Linked DNA regions of Sus scrofa: all the other regions are linked to region 2. The links are chromatin contacts, called in public Hi-C and HiChIP or PLAC-seq maps. All regions are on one chromosome and are shown on one strand. Each heading gives the region's core, a stretch centred on a gene start, on an enhancer-like site or on the middle of the called end of the contact. The rest is flanking DNA. Distances are from core to core; before and after follow the strand shown.

What was found. A called contact is a pair of places that touch in the nucleus more often than the background predicts. HiChIP or PLAC-seq counts read pairs in DNA pulled down with a chosen protein or histone mark.
Region 1: a Hi-C map of embryonic fibroblasts shows a contact between it and region 2, with 1.7 times the contacts expected there. The contact joins the promoter of ITPK1 here to the promoter of BTBD7 in region 2. A contact is called at or near these places in 2 of 47 Hi-C or Micro-C datasets (embryonic fibroblasts and heart right ventricle).
Region 3: an H3K27ac HiChIP or PLAC-seq map of alveolar macrophages shows a contact between it and region 2. The contact joins the promoter of MOAP1 here to the promoter of BTBD7 in region 2. A contact is called at or near these places in 2 of 47 Hi-C or Micro-C datasets (embryonic fibroblasts and heart right ventricle) and 1 of 2 datasets of contacts at active chromatin or transcription factors (alveolar macrophages).

Annotation. Positions count from the first base shown.
Region 1 is chr7:114,518,543-114,521,924 of Sscrofa11.1, forward strand. It overlaps ITPK1 (inositol-tetrakisphosphate 1-kinase), which reads right to left and starts at 1,634. Exons shown (of 10, transcript NM_001143692.2): 1 at 1,407-1,634. The coding sequence starts at 1,501.
Region 2 is chr7:114,705,384-114,708,700 of Sscrofa11.1, forward strand. It overlaps BTBD7 (BTB/POZ domain-containing protein 7), which reads right to left and starts at 1,673. Exons shown (of 11, transcript XM_013989220.2): 1 at 1,445-1,673.
Region 3 is chr7:114,572,029-114,575,732 of Sscrofa11.1, forward strand. MOAP1 (modulator of apoptosis 1) reads right to left here and starts at 2,024. Exons shown (of 5, transcript XM_021099631.1): 1 at 1,572-2,024; 2 at 1,183-1,456; 3 at 1,055-1,181; 4 at 390-1,052; 5 at 1-387. The coding sequence starts at 1,335. The coding sequence ends at 275. It overlaps TMEM251 (transmembrane protein 251), which reads left to right and starts at 2,365. Exons shown (of 2, transcript NM_001001629.1): 1 at 2,365-2,594; 2 at 3,030-3,704. The coding sequence starts at 2,515. The coding sequence ends at 3,441.

The sequences.
Region 1 (3,382 bases), core at 384-2,883, 190 kb before region 2:
TCCTCAGACCCATTTTCAAAGCTCTGGCTGCAAGTTCCTCCTAGTTTCCTTGTGAATTCCCCGGCCACTCGGCATGCCCTACTGACCATGAAAAGCTTGCTTTCTCCTGGGGAAGCCAGCGTGAGGCAAGGCAGACAAGGCCCTATCCCCAGACCAAGGGACGCAGAACCAGGAGCTGTTGTATACAAGGGGCGCCCCTCTGGCTGCAGCGAGAAGAGCGCCTTGGGGGCTGGAACAAGGCAAAGGAGCAGCAGGCCCTGGGAAAAGGCATGAGGGGCACAGAGGTGCTGCCAGGCGGGCCTGCACCAGCCAGCTCTGACCAGCCACTTGCTCCGCACAAGGGGAGATAAGGAAACCCAATCATTATGTTTGGTGACCCAACAGGGATAAAAATGCAAGGGGGGGTCCATTTTCAAGAATCAAATCTACCAAGTGGAGACACTGCATAACAAAAGGTCTTCCACCTAGAGTTTGCAAAAGCCTGGGGGAGCCTGATTCTCTTAGGCTTTCACGGAGAACAGTATTTAACTAACAGCTTCTCAGAGCCAAAGCCACTGTAGTGAAGCAAGGTGAGGCAGACCTGACCCAAAACTGGATGCATCTGTAATGGACTAAGAATTCCATCGTATTAAAACACCCGGAGCCTCCACCCCAGAAGGACCAGTGGTGGGGGAGGGGGGGGAGCCCAGAGGGAGGAAGGCCGTTCTAGACCAGAAGCATTTACCCACCACCTCCTCTTAGGCATCAAGCCACTCCCTGCTGTGGGACCCCAGGGGGAGGTACCCCACCTCTCTGTGGATGGATCCCCCTTCTCAGACACGTGGCCCAGAATCACCAACCCAGCCAATTCTCAAGGCTGGTGCGAGGCTCTAATGAGACAGCAAATCACATACATGCCAAGTATTGCTACTCGCTTCAAAGAGGCTTAACCCAGTGATATGCGATGATAGCTTCTTGCAAAGACAGCTGCACAGGCGGGGCACAGAGTAGGTGGTCCACGAGCATACGAACCTCGGAGCCCTTCCCCATGAAGGGAAGAGGCCCAAGCAAGAAAAAACACTCCAGTCCAAAAGTACCTCCAGCCACAGGCATACGGCGTGGATCCCCCGATTTCCCAGGTCCCTCGGCCCCCTTTAGCAGTGCTCCCACCGCGCCCTGGGCAGCCAGGGGTCTCCCTACCGGGAGACCCAGTGCACCTGAGAGCCCTGGTCCGTGCCACACCGCCCATACTGGCAACTGCTTCCCTCGTACACAGCCCGCGGCCACCACAGCCACCTGGCTACTCGGACTCCGTGTCCCCACGCACCGCTCCTTCCCGTTTTGCTCTAATCTCCCGAACCAGCCGCTGAGGCTGAACCGGGCTCAGGCCGGGGGTCCCCGGGCGCCGGAGCCCCGTCCCTCCTTACCTGCACAGCTCGGCGAAGGCCTGGAAATTCAGCTTCTTGATTTTCTTCTCGCTCAGCCAGTAGCCAACTCTCTTCCCTTTCAGAAAGGTCTGCATCTTCCTCTTCGGGCGGAGAGCTCGGGTCGGAGGAAATCGCCCACAGGCCGAGTCTGGCGGCCCGGCGCGCGCCGCGAGCGTGCCGGCACCTCCTCCCGGCGGCGGGGACGCGGAACGGGGCTCCGGGCGCGCAGTCCTGCCGGGAGGGGCGGGACGGGGCGGGGCGGGCGCCCGGGCGGAGGGAGCGGCGCTCAGCGCGGCACTCCACTGGCTGCCGCTGCGCCGGGGCCGCCCGCGCCGCCGCCGCCCACGCCCCCGTCGCCCCCGGGGCTCCCGGCGCGCAAGTTCGCGAGCGCCGGCCCGGCCCGGCTGGGAAGAGGAGGGAGGCCCTCCCTCGCTGGCGCCGCCCTCCCGGCGCTGGGGACCGAGCAACACGCCCTCCAGCGGCGGCCGCGGACGATCGGCCACCGCGCCGGGGCTGCGCGCCGCCCCCAAGCCCCTCCTCCCCGCCCTCCCTCCCGTTCTCGCCCGCAGTTCCCCCTCCGAGCCCCGGGCGGCGCGTTTGGCCGATGCGAGCGGAGCGCGTGCGCTGCCCGGCGCGCTCGGACCCCGGCGGGGCGCACGCGGCCGCCAGCGCCCCCAGCCCCACCCCGCCCCGCCCCGCCGTCCTCACCCGCCGCCGCGGCCACCGCCGCCGCTGCCACTTCCTTCTCCTCTCCGTCGTCGTCCTCGCGCGCAGCCCGCGCTCTCGCCGAGCCCGGCCCAGCCGCTGCCACCGTGCTGACCCGGCCGGCAGGACCGCTGGACCAGGCCGGAGGAAACGCGGCGGAGCCGGCCGCCAGGGGGCAGCGCCGCCCGCCGCCTCTTAAAGGCGCAGCGCCTTCCCCGCCTTGCTCTTTGGTGCGCGTTTGTGTCGAGGATCAGGCTGTTGAGCCTGGGGGGTGGAGGGCTCAGTAGCGGCTTTAGGGCGGCCCTTGCCAAGTGCTTTTACTTTGTATAGGAGCGAGAGGAGTCGTGGTGGGGGATTTTCTGCCTGTCCTTTGGGAGTGATCGAGCCACTGAGTTTCATTCATCAAAAGCATCTCTGTAGTCCCAGCAGTATTGACCTCCGAGTGCAGCAGAAGGAGCAGGAAGGGGGGCGGGAGAGAGATACAGACACTCAATGATATCACCCGTCTTCCCTGAAGGAGACAGACCCAGGCTGTGCCCATGGGGGCACTTCGGGTGAGGACATGGACACTCAGGGGCCTTCGCAGGCTTCAGAGGTTGCCCGCCAATCACACTCGGGTCCCCTCCAGCGGGGGAGGGGAGAGGCTGGAAGCATCGAGGATCAGGGTGGGACACCCCCAGAAGACACTTTCCTTTGGGGACGCAGAGCAGCTGCAGGCCCAGCACCCTTAGTTCACCAGCCCCACCCTGCCTGCCCACGCCCTGTGGGCATTAGGGAAGCATCCAGCCCTTGGAGGATTGGGGGAGAAGCGAGCATCTCTCCCCAGACACCGGCAAGAAAAATGAATGGGAGGGAGGGTTGGAGGGCGTCTCAGACTTTCAGGGAAGACATTTAAGCTGGCCGTGGAAAATACGGAGGAGTTCGACGGGCCTGAGAAAAGAGAATAGCTTGAACGGAGGCTGGGAGAAGTGAAAGAACCAAGCTGTTAGGGACAGACTCTCCTTGACCAAACTTGAACGCTGTCTTTAAGGCCCAGCCCCTGGGGGCCTGCCTTCTTCCCCTAATTCCAACTTTCCCCATCCTTCTTCCCCATGGCTTTCCCGCTGCTACTAGGTGAGACTTGTCCACACCAGACTCTGGCAGTGAGCACACCTGCCCCCTGTCTCCACCTCTCAGCTAGCGCCACCCTTTACCCATCCCCCTCCCCTGGCACCCTTGCTGGGTGACCTTGCCGGCCACTTAGTCTCTCTGGGCCTCAGGTCCTACCGCTT
Region 2 (3,317 bases), core at 423-2,922:
GCAATGCTATGTACCTGGACAGAAATACAGTCACAGACCTATGAAAACTCTAAAAGAAATGTAAGTTTTTGTTAAATTCAGGTCAGTTACTGAATTTAATCTTCATCAGTTACTTGTGGTAATTTACAGTAACTGTCAAGGGTCAGAAAGAGGCGTTCTCCCTCATTTCTCCTTTCAACTTTACTGCACAAAGACCCAGGGGTGAGGATGCGTACTGGTGGTGAAGAGTGCAATCAGTGGAGTGGAGTGAAAAGAGCTTTCTAAATGGGGCGGAGAGAGGCCTAGATCCTAGTTTTGGTCCAATCCCTGGCCAGCTGTCCGACTCAGAGCAAGTAGTAGCTCATCTCCCTGGGCCTAGTTTCCCGGCTCTAAAACAAGTCACACCAGATCGCTAAAGATTTTTCTGACTCCAAAATTCCAGGACAAGATTAATTACAGCTGCCTTTAACATGTACGCTTCTTGGCAATTTCAAATCTTCTACATTTCCGGAAGAAAGTAATTGATTTCAGCAATCTAAAAGAAATGATGCTATTCAGAGACCAAACACTCTGTTAGCTGAACAAAGTAATGCTGTACAAATGCCTATTTCCTCATTACAGAAAGATGTGTTAGCAGAGGAAACTGTTCTCTGGTAAAGAAAACCAAGATTGCTTCTGCAAATTAGGCCTAATCCCGAGCACTGATTATCTGTGCCGGCATGTGAAGAGGTGCTATTGTAGTTCAAAGCAGAAGCAACACTCCTCAGAGCTTCTCCTCCAAAGGGTGAGAAAGTTCTCATCCTCGGGGTAAGGCTAGTAAACAGCTGTGCAAATGATGAGACACGGAAAAATGCACGCTTTTAGCCTTTCAAGTACTCCAAACACAGACTCCTTTATCAAACACTCGGTATTGTCTCCCAACCTGTCAAAGCGCAATTCCGTGCCCGAAACAGTAACTTACCCGGACAATGTAACTTCTCCCCCTGGGAGCAAACATCCACAGGCCCGCTGCCCCGACTCCTAATTCCGTCCGGCCGCTCTCACGCCCACCCCGGGGCGATCGCAGCCCGGTAAAAGCGCGCCCGAGTCTCGGGAGGGGTTTCCCGGCGTCCTGGGAGCGGCGGGTCCCGCCCCTTGGAGCCGCGAGCCGGGAGCCGGCCCGGCCGCCGCCTCGGCCACCTCGGGCCGCTCTCCCCGCCCCAAACGCCACACCTCGCGCCTCTGCCTCCCGGACGGCGGCACACAGCCCAGCCCGCCCCTCAGAGCGCACCGGGACCGGTCAGCCGGCCCCCGCCGCCGCCGCCGCCTCAGCCGGACCACTGTTCCGTCCACGCCCGCCGCCCCGCGCCTCCCGCGGCGGCCCGGCCCCAGCCCTGCACCCCGGCCGCCTTCCTCGCCGGGACGCCCAGCGCCGCTCTGGGCACAGCCTCCGCTCACAGCCTCAGAGACACCGAGGGACACTCACCCCACAGGCTCCTCCCGCCGCTGCTGCTGCCGCCGCTGGGACCGCGGCCGTCGCCCCCGCCGCCGCCGCCACCAGCACCGCCGTCCGCACCGGCGCCAGCGCCTCCGGCCATCCTCCTCCAGCCGCCGCCGCCGCCGCCGCTCCCGTCTCGGCTCTTGTCAATGGCTCAGGCTCCAGGGCTTCTCCAGGTTCCCCTCGCCGCCATTTTGACGCCTAGAGCGAGCAGGAGGGGCTCGGCTCGGCGCGGGCCTGGGGCGCCTGCGCGGCGTTGCGGAGCCGGCCCGAGCCCCGCCCATCCCGGCCGACGCCGCGCCCGGGGTCACGTGGGTCGGCGGCGGGGGCCGGGGGGCGCGCGCGCTGGGGCTGGCAGGAGAGGCGCGTTCGCGAGAATTCGGGAGCGGTCGGGGCCGGGTGCGCGCGCATTATTCCCGCTCTGAGTTTGAAGCAGGTTGTAGCGTCCTGCTTATTCCAGGGAGTTGTGGCAAATAATTAAATATGTCAGAATGGAATTATTATTACTAGGTTGCCCGACGACCAGTTCTACCAATTCATGTTTATATTCCGCGGCCAGCATCCCGATCTATCGCTCACGAGGCATCTTTCTAAAAACGAAGACTGCACTTCCGCTGAAACAGTCTTGGGGTTTCGGTGGCTTCTTAGCAGTGTGTCTTAAGCCCTGTCTCTGTAGTACTTTCACAAACGCCACCGAAAAAGACAATAAGAAGTTTTCCTCGGAAAGATACCCCCATAAACGAGGGATAAGAATGGATGGAAACACACAGTCGCCACACAGGAAAGTGAAATCGCTCTCCCTAGATGGAGTCTGGGAGTTAGCAATAATTTCAGTGATGCACTAACAAAAACACATATTTGTGGAGCACCTTACAGTTTGCAAAACACCGTTAAATACATGGCTCCCTTTGAACACCAAAACGACTTTTTGAGGTAGTCGGGACAGGTATTATTATCGGCATTTTACAGCTAAGGAAATAGGCTTAAAAATACTAAGTCGTTTGCCCCGGGGCTTACATGCAGCATTAGTAAGTAGGCGAGCCGAGACTGGAACCCAGACATTCTGACCCTGGTCACCGGGTACCTTACCCCTGCAGTTCTCCGACAGGCCTTGGCAATACCTCATGTATTTGTCCTCTGGGAATTTATTTAAAACCCTCTTTAAAGGATTTGCACTTTCCATTTCTACCCATTCTTTGAGAAACAAGTTTTCTAAGTCATTCCGAGACTTTTTATTGCTCTCAAACTACCTCTGAGCTTAAAAGAATAACAGCAATTTCTAATTTGCGGATGTTTTAAATTTCTTCATCTTTCATTATTATTTTAATTTTATTTGTTATTTTTATTTTTTGGCTGTACCTGTGGCATGCAGAAGTTCCCAGGGGAGGGATGGAACCTTGCTACCGCACTAACCAGGGCCACAACAGTGATGATGCTGAATCCTTAACCTGCTGAGCCTCTAGGGAACTCTGGTCCTTTATTACTTCATACATTTCCCATTTAATTGGAAGATTTAAGTTTATTTATTTCTGTCTCTTTTTTTTACATCCTTCAATGGGAGGATTTTTTTTTTTTTTTTTCTGCACCCAAAGCATGTGGCAGTTCCTTGCCCCGGGATTGAACCCGTGACACAGCAGCATCAAGGCTGGATCCTTAACTCTCTGTGCCACAAGGGACCTCCTCAATAGGAGGACTTTATCTCTGAATATATTGTTGCTTTTCTCTGGACTTTCTTCAGATTTGACATATATTTCTTATACTCATTCATTACCTTCTTACTTCCTTGGAAAGATATTTCTTTCCAATTTGTATTATTTCATTTTTTCCCCTTTCATCCCATGCATCTCCCTCCAACCCCAAT
Region 3 (3,704 bases), core at 774-3,273, 130 kb before region 2:
GATAAGCCTTTTTGAACAACTGTGTATAAGAAAATTCATGGGGTGAATTTAAATGTATAAATACCTGCACAAGACTATATCCTTTTAGTCAATGACACATTAAGGAGATATTAAACAGGGCCCCAAACGACAAAGCGTTATACTGAGAGCTGCCCAGAAACGAGTTACTTGGCAGCACAAGATAGGGATTGGTTGGTGTTAATCACTGAGCCTTTGGGCGGTTCTACCTTCATGCTCTGCGCCCTGCCAGATGGCCCTTCCTCATTTCCCCAATTCAAGTGAAATGCCCCTCTAATCCTGCCTGGAGAAGGGCCTCCTCCTCCGCCGCCGCTGCCTCCTCATCTTTTATTAGTGTCAGTAACTGCAATAAGCCAGGGACTGAGCCTCCTCTGATAGAGTCGACTTCCTGCCCGGTGTTCTGCAGACCATTCCAGCAATGGTTTGGTCTAGATGGGCCTGATTCACAACTTCTGGCTCAATTGCTCCTCTCTCTACCAGCTTCTGCAGTAGAGGCTCCAGCCTTAGTATGTAAGCAGACAGTTTTTCTTCATCCTTCTAAGTGGTCAAATATTTGAACTGCTGCTCCCTAGGATCATCGAGAACCCTAAATACCTGCTCAAGAACCTGCAGGCATTCAGGGACTGTGATTAAAGGACTGTTTATCTTGAGGACACGAATGATATCAGATGCTGGGCCTCTAAGGCTCTCCAGCAATCGCCTTCTTTTTTCAGCATCTGACATTTGTCATGTTTTCATTATTTGAGTGATATGAAACAGCCAGGATACAAATTCTTCTTCTTCTGGTTCTGAAGGGTCACTGCCTGAAAATACTTTCGGCTTTTTGTACTTCAAGTATTACAGGGCAGGCTGCACAGCCTCATCTAATGCCTGTGCCAACATAGCAGCCTGCATTTCTGGGATCATGCCCTGGTCTAGTTCAAAAGGGCCGTTTCCATAGCCAAGGGCTCTGGTAAACTCACCCAAAGTCATGCCCTCTCCCTTTAAGAATTCATGTAATCTGCTTAAAAATTCGTTGTCTGGGTCTGGGGGCTAAAGATCACTCTCCAGCCACGCCCCTTTCCGGGTATCTCCTTAGGGACTAGAGCATGACTTGTCTCCTCAGTAAGCCCTATTAAAGCTACGTGCCTATTCTCATCCCTCCGGAACAGCCTCCTGAGCAGTCAGTCGGTACTCGCCCAAAAGAACTAAACCAGCTTACAGAGCCTCCTGCATTTCTGCCACATTACAGGCCTGGGGGATGCCGGCAATCAACAGTGCTTTCCGAGGGTTCCCATCCATCCCCCTACACCAGTCTTCTAAGAGCCTCAGCGTCATGGTGCCCCTCAAACAACCGATTGAAATTCCAATTTGCCCTGGCCACGGATGCCACCACAGTTCACAGTGTTCCTCCGAGGAACCCCCGTCAAGTCTCTCCTACGTCCGGAGTTCCGACGGGCTGCAAGGACCAAGCAATCGGGTTAGTTGAAAGTGTCAAGGAATGACCCGAGCCCGGAGAAGCCCAGAGGACCCGCGCCAGCGGCCGGCCCTACTGCGGCAGCCAGCCACCTTACCCTCTCTCGGCCTCGGGCGCCCGGCAGCAGACCGCGGGGTCCCGCTTCCCCACTCCATTATCTAGTCGCCAGTGTCTGTGTCCACCGCCGGCGGCCGAGGCGCCAAGACCTGCTGCCGATGCTTCCCGGATGGCCTGGCCCGAGGAGCGGGAGAGTGGCCTCTCCTCCACTCGAAGGGACACCCGAGAGGGATAACCGGGGCTGCGCAGACGAGCGCCGGAGGATGGCTGACCGCTCGTCGCTGCGGCGCTCTCCGCAGCAAGGCACGACGCGGCGATCAGAGCCGCTAGCGAAGCACAGAGGTCGAGGAGCGCTGAAGGGACCAGGCCCAGATGGCAGCCCACCCGAAGGTCGCGTCACCACCGGTGCCTCGGCAACCTCCGCCTGCGTAGCGATCCGAGAGCTGTCAGGTGCGCTCGGGAGGAGGCTGCCCCGCGGCTGCCGAGGGGCCCTGACGTCACCAAGGGAGGCGGGCCTTTGGGGGCGGGGCAGGGCGCTTCCGGCCGGGGCCGGAAGCCCGGACTGTGGCAGCATCCGGGACGGCCGGCGGGCGGGCCAACCCGGACAGGAGGTGAGAGTCGGAATCTGCCCAGCTCCGCAGGCTCGGCCGGTGGCCGCTGCCCGGTCCTGGGCTCCCGGCGCTGCAAGGCGAAGAGGCCCGGGTCTGGCGCCGCCCGCGCAGCCCTGGTCGCGGCCGGCGGGCGCTGCAGCGCGACAGGGGGCGGGGCCGGCCGCAGGGAGGCCGGAGCGGCTGGGAGCCTCCGGGCTGGGCCGGGTGACATCTGCTGGGGCTCCGGCAGCCGCGACAGGGGCCGGACCGCCGCGTGACCGGCTACAGTCACGCTGTGCTTAATCACAATTAGCTTTTGCTCCAGACTGGCGGTGCTCACCATTCTCCCAGCCGGTAACCCCGGGGATTTCTTTTATGGTGGCTTCCTCTGAAATGCCAAAGCCACCCGATTATTCAGAGCTGAGTGACTCTTTAACGCTTCCCGTGGGAACAGGAAGATTTTCGGGACCACTGTAAGGGTTTAAGAGTTACTTTCTTAACTTGGGGGCTCCAACATTGGTTTGACTTGTAGAACCGAGTGACATGAAGCAATACTGGTGAATCAGAAAGTATTTGAACTGTACACGTGAAATGTTGCGTAGAAAACTAGTTTAATTACAGTTTAAGGGAAGGTGTGCTGGACCCATTTAAGCTAGATATGATTTGTTGATCTGTGGGATTCGCATAAAAACACACTCAATATATACTGAAGCTTTACTTCCTCATAACTCACAGAAAACCTGTAAGTTGTTTACATTTCTTTAATAAATGGAAATTTAGTTATTTTAAACCTCACATGTGTTTGGGGGGGTATTTTAGAGCTTATTGGAAATAAAGTACATTTGGAATAGTTGACAAATACCAGCTTTATTAGACCCTAACTATTTTTTTTTTTTTTAAACCGGAAGGCACAGAGCATGGAGAATGATGAACTTCCGTCAGCGGATGGGATGGATTGGAGTGGGATTGTATCTGTTAGCAAGTGCAGCAGCATTTTACTACGTTTTTGAAATCAATGAGACTTACAACAGGCTGGCCTTGGAACACATTCAGCAGCACCCAGAGGAGCCCCTTGAGGGAACCACATGGACACACTCCTTGAAATCTCGGTTACTTTCCCTACCTTTTTGGTTTTGGACAATTATTTTTCTGATACCGTACTTACAGATGTTTTTGTTCCTTTACTCTTGTACAAGAGCTGACCCCAAGACGGTGGGTTACTGTATTATTCCCATATGCTTGGCCGTTATATGCAATCGCCACCAGGCATTTGTCAAGGCGTCTAATCAGATCAGCAGACTACAACTGATTGACACATAAAATCAGTCGCCATTTTTTCCTTACAAGTACAAAACTGCCGGTATTGTATGGAGCCTGATCACAAGACTGCAGTTCCTTCACAGATCTCAGGAAGTTGTGGTGGGGCAGAGGCTTTTTAAAAAAAATGTGACTAGGGGACTATCTTTATCTGAATAATAATGAGTTTTTAGGTAAAGCCTGAGATACAGTACTACAAAATCATGTTAATGACTTCAGATTTTGGAAGTAAAATTTTACCTGTTATTTGCATTCTTTAGAAACTT